Linked DNA regions of Mus musculus: region 2 is linked to region 1. A link is a contact called in public Hi-C data. All regions are on one chromosome and are shown on one strand. The core of a region is the stretch at or near the end of the contact, and the rest is flanking DNA. Distances in the headings are between cores, read along the strand shown. Region 1 holds the start of Mob1b (MOB kinase activator 1B). Region 2 has its middle 20 kb from the start of Dck.

Evidence for each region. A called contact is a pair of places that touch in the nucleus more often than the background predicts.
Region 2: a contact with region 1 is called in a Hi-C map of uterus, with 2.4 times the contacts expected there. The contact joins the enhancer-like site here to the promoter of Mob1b in region 1. A contact is called at or near these places in 8 of 39 promoter capture datasets (the C10 cell line, the HPC-7 cell line, HPC-7-derived erythroid cells and 5 more), 12 of 484 Hi-C or Micro-C datasets (centroblasts, centrocytes, double positive thymocytes and 9 more) and 2 of 9 other capture datasets (adipose tissue and pancreatic islet).

The regions. Positions count from the first base shown.
Region 1 is chr5:88,719,561-88,722,260 of GRCm38.p6, reverse strand. It overlaps Mob1b (MOB kinase activator 1B), which reads right to left and starts at 1,390. Exons shown (of 6, transcript NM_026735.2): 1 at 1,140-1,390. The coding sequence starts at 1,153.
Region 2 is chr5:88,784,003-88,786,702 of GRCm38.p6, reverse strand. No RefSeq gene overlaps it. Among named protein-coding and RNA genes, the nearest start is that of Dck, 20 kb to the right of the region's middle. Within about 2 kb of position 1,417, at least 5 of the 459 cell types and tissues checked have an H3K27ac peak or open chromatin away from gene starts, as enhancers often do. A contact at or near this core is called in uterus, where this site is marked.

The sequences.
Region 1 (2,700 bases), core at 141-2,640:
GCGAAGATGGAGCCAGGTAGAGAAATGCAGAAATAGACACTGGGGTCCATGACCCAGGTAGCACACTGGGACCTGAGAAGCAGCCAGCACCCCCAACCCCACCCCGACAGCACCAAGTGGACAGGGAGGCAGGGCACCCCAACAGAACATGAGGGTAGGGAGCAGTGTTCCCCCCACCCCCGCCCTCTGACAGCACCAGGAGGATGGAAAGGCAGGGTCCGACAGCACCAGGAGGACAAGGAGGCACGGCCCTGAGAGCAAGCACCAGGAGGAAGGGGAGACGGGGAAGGGCAGCTCCAAGACAGGGAAGCAGAGCCGGGCAGCACCGAGGACTAGAAGGCAGGGACGGGCAACACAAGGAGGACAGGGAGGCAGGGCTCCCAGACAGCACCCGGAGGACGGGGAGGAAGGACCGGGCAGCACCAGGAGGACCGGGAGGCAGAGCCGGGCAGCACACGGAGGACGGGGAAACAGGGCCGGGCAGCACCCGGAGGACGCAGAAGCAGGGCCCGGCAATAGCAGGAGGACGGGGAGGAAGGGCTGGGCAGCACCAAGAGGACCGGGAGGCAGGGCCGGGCAGCACACGGAGGACAGGGAAGCAGGGCCGGGCAGCACTCGGAGGACGGAGAGGCGGGGCTCGGCAATAGCAGGAGGACGGGGAAGCAGGGCCGGGCAGCACCAGGAGGACGGAGAGGCAGAGCCGGGCAGCACCAGGAGGACGGGGAGGCAGAGCCGGGCAGCACCAGGAGGACGGGGAGGCTGGGTCGGGCAGCACCAGGAGGACGGGGAGGCAGAGCCGGGCAGCACTAGGAGGACGGGGAGGCAGAGCCGGGCAGCACCAGGAGGACGGGGAGGCAGAGCCGGGCAGCACCAGGAGGACGGGGAGGCAGAGCCAGGCAGTACGGAAGACTAGAAGGCAGGGACCGGCAACACCAGGAGGATGGAGAGGCAAGGCTCCCCGACAGCACCAGGAAGATGGGGAGGCAAGGGCCGGGCAGCACCAGGAGGACGAGGAGGCAGGGCCCCGAGAGCACCCGGAGGACGAGGAGGCAGGGCCGGCCAGCACCCCGAGGTCGGGGCCTCTGGAGCCCGGGGCCCAGGGGGCGGCGGAACAAAGCCGGCGCTACTGGACTACTTACAACAAGAAGCTCATGTCGGCCGCGGCGTGGGCTGCGGGCTCGGCTGAGCGAAGCCTGGGGCGGCGGGCTTGAATCAGAGAAAAGGTGGCGGAGGGGGAAGGACGCGCGCCGGCGGCGGAGCGGCCGCGACTTCTCCGGCTTCGCTACTTGCCGCGGCCGGCTGAGGGGCGGAAGTGGAAGGCCAGGACTCGGCAGGCTCACCGGACTGGAAGCAGAGCGGCCGAGGAAGCACCGCCCGCCGCGTCCTCCTCGCAGCCCCGCGCTCCCGCGCCGAAGTCTCGCGAGAGCGAGCTCTGGCGCCCCGCCCACATTAGGATTACCTTCGGGTCACCTCTGCCTCCCGCACAGTCCAGCTGAGAGCTTGCCCGAGCACGTGACCTGGGGGGTTCGGAGCCCAGCGGGGAAGTGGACCTCCGTTCCAGGACGCCTGGGTCTCATGGATAGGGAGGGAGTCGCCATCAGAGAGGACAGCGGAAGGCCTTGGACTCGCTTTCTGTGCTCTGATTTAGGCAAGCACCCCACGAACTGAGAGCCACATCCCCAGTCCCTCTACGCCGCCCGCACTTAAAAAAAAAAAAAAAAAGTTTTTCTGCTTGTAACGACTTGGGGGGAGATGGAATTTTGGGAAAGGGAAATAAATGTTTTAGGAGGTAAGATCTTTATTTGAACAAGCTAGCTGTCTAGGGAAACGGAGGGAGCCCAGGAGAGCTGAGGACCAGATTCCCTGAGGCAGGGACGCTGGTTATCCATGGCCATACGGATTAACTAGTTGTGGAGTCCCTTCGAAGAACTGATGCCCAAAACGCTGGGAATTATTCAGCCAGGCGCTCGAAGGAACTTTAGTTCTCACCTGCTTAAGAGGCTGAGGGCAAAGCTTTATGTTTAAAGACTGTTTGATGGCTCCTGAGATGATTCAGCCAGTAAAGGAACTTGCCACCAAGCCTGATCGCCTGGAACCCACGCGGTAAAGAGAACCAGTTCCCACAAGTTGTCCTCTCATTTCCACACAAATTAAATAAATAGATAGTGCGTGGTGGTGCTTGCCTGAATCGCTATACCTCAGAGATGGAGGCAAAAGGATCACAAGTTTGGAGTAAGCCAAGACAGCACAGGAAGTTGTTTGTTTGTGTGTTTGTTTGTTTGTTTGTTTGTTTTTACCATAGGAGACAGTGGTATTCTTTACTCGCACCTGATGCTGAATCGAGGAATTTAAGTGGAACAGTGTGCAGATAGTAGCCCAACTTGAGCTTAGCGTTCCAAAAGACAGAGGATTCCTGAAAGTGATGCAAATATTCAATTTATCCGATTTCATTTCTACACCAGTAGTCAGCCGCGTTGGCTAAATGGTTTTAAAAACCTAAATGCAAGAAACCCGAACCTTCTATTATCTCAGGAACAGCAAATAATAACGTGAAAAGACAGCTTCAAAAGCCTTTAAGCCCAGAACTGGGAAGGCAGAGGTAGGCAGATCTGTGTGAGTCTAAGGCCAGCCTGATTTACATATGGAATTCCAAGCCAACCAGAAATAACATAGTGAGCTGCTGTCTAAAAAAATCAAAAA
Region 2 (2,700 bases), core at 168-2,667, 64 kb before region 1:
TTTGTCAACTTTGTTACATTCTGGTGCACTGTCCCTTTCAGACCATAGCCTCTCTATGCACGATGACACTCATCTCCTGGAATCTATCTCAACATTTCGTAAGCTAAAGCAAGAAGACTGAGTTTGAGACCAGCCCGGTCTACATAGCAGACACTGCCTCAAAAACAACTCATAATCTGTATCTTGAAATGTTGTGCCTGTTTCTATGAGTAGTTTCCGCGTTTCATTAAGGGTTTTTAATTACTTTGAGTAGATTTTGTTCAGGGGGAGGGACGGGGATCTAAGCCTTCTACATGTGAATGTCCACATTTTCAAGCATCCTTTGTTGAAGAGGTTGGCTTCAGAAGGTTCTTGATCATGTGAAAGTCATTTCATCTGTGAGCTATCTCTGGGTCTTTTCTCTTCCTATCAGTCCATGTGTCTGTTTTTATGTCCATACCACAGTCCCTGTGACTATAGCTATTTATATTTGCTAAGGAAACTGGTCACCAGCAATGTTTTCCTTGTCCCACCTCGTTGTGTTACCTGGTTTGGGTATCAGGGAAGTATTGGTTCCATTGAGAGACCTTAGAAGCGTTCCCTTTGCGTTTTACGAAACAGTTTTCAGAGTGTCAGCATTTGTTAATTCTTTATCCATCTGGTAAAATTCAAAACTGAATCCGTCTGGCCCTGGGCTTGGCTTTTGGGGGCGATGATTACCTTTCATTCTTGCTAGTTTCCGATTGCTTAGGCTTTCCATATTAAGCAGTCCTGAGTCTTCGGGGTCTAAGGATGTTCTTTTGAATCTGAAATGTACTCCCACAAATTCATGCTTGGTCCTATCAAGGCTTGGTGGAACACACCTTCAATCCCAGAACTCAGGGTGTGAAGATCTCCGAGTTCCAGGCCAGCCTGGGAACAGAGAGTGAGGTCTTACTCATTCTTTGGGAGATTATGTAAACGTTAGAATGTGGGATCTGGCTAAAGAAAGGTCTCTGGGAATGGGGCCTTGTATATTATCTGTGGCCCTTCTTGTAACACCCACAGGTTTGTGGTTAGCCGTAAATAGCTCTCCTCTGCCACACACACAATGTTCTGCCCAGGAACCAAATGACCATGGCCTGGACTCTCTGACACTGAGAAATAAGCATTTGGTCACAGTGACACAAAAGTAACTACTACAGCCTGAGTCTGCGTCACATTACGCCCAGTCTCCTGGGTTCACACTGCTCGTTGGGCTAGTCACTCCCTTAGTAAATGAAAATAGGGAGACTTTTAGTACTGGGAGACAGAAAATTCTTCTGTCCTTCCACACTTGAGGCATTTGATTATAAAATCTCACAGGACAGCCTTCCTCTGCCCAGGCAGCAAGCAAAGTAGGAACAAAGAGTGGTCCCATCTCTAGGTCTGTGGACATGATGGGACCAGCTGTCTCAAGCTCTTGGTGCTGTCTTTACTGCAGAGACTAGAATCTTAATTGTGAGCCAAAATAAACACGTCCTCCCCTAAGCTGCTTTTTGTCTGGGTAATTTTATCACAGCAATAGAAAGGAAACTACTAAAGTTTATATAAGTTTTTATATATAATTCTGAAGTGTAATTTTTGTCATGATATGTAACATGGTTAAAGCTAGCTAATTATGATCTCAAATATCATGTCTGGTGGTTGAGGATGCTTACAACTTACTTAGTATTTAAAAATACATTATTGGAGCTTGGAGAAATGACTTGGCAGGTGTCACTCTCCCAGAGGACCCAGCAGCCAGCACATCTGGCAGCTCACAACTGCCTCTAACTCCAGTTCCAGGGGATCAGATGCCCTCTTCTGGTCTTCTAGGAAACCTACATGCACGTGGAACACTAAAATATATTCAGTTACGCACATACACATTCAAAAACAACAAAAATAAATAAAATTCTAAAAAAAGATGGAGGAGGTGAGGCCCGGGGGGAGGGGGGGTGTGGAGGAAACTGTGTCAGGATGGAATCTATGAGAAAATAAACTTATAAAAAGATTTTTTTTAAAGAATATTGGGGTTGTAGAGATGGCTCAGTAGTTAAGAGTACTGACTGTTCTTCCAGAGGTCCTGAGTTCAATTCCCAGCAACCACATGGTGGCTCACAACCATCTGAAATGAGACACGATGCCCTCTTCTGGTGTGTCTGAGGACAGCGACAGTGTACTTATATATCTAAATAAGTAAATAAATAAAAAGAACACATTACTAACCATAGTCACCATGTTGTGACCCATCTCACAAAACTTGTTCCTCCTAACCAAACTTTGTACCGTTTGACTAGCATCTTCTTATTCTCAAGTGATCACAATTGGCCACCCAGGATGTTTTAGACTCTGTATAAAGATCATATAGTATCTATCCTTTTGTAACTAAATTATTTCACTAAGTAAAGTGTCCTCTAGGTTTATACAGGCTACCACAAATTAATTTCCTTCCTTTTTTTAAAGCTGCAACAATTAATATTGCATTAGTGGGAAGAAACTACAGCTTACTTGGTAGGATCGGGAACAAGGCTCGACGATCTCCTCGTACCATGGTTTGTTTTCAACATCTCTCTCAAAGTCCTACCTAATGTACTAATACAAAAAGAAAAGGTACCTTCGTTGGAAGGAATGACAGAAAAAAGTCTCTGTCCACAGCAAGATCACTCGGACAGAAAAACAACAGAAACAAGAATCTAGAATACAGAATTTTGCAGGATG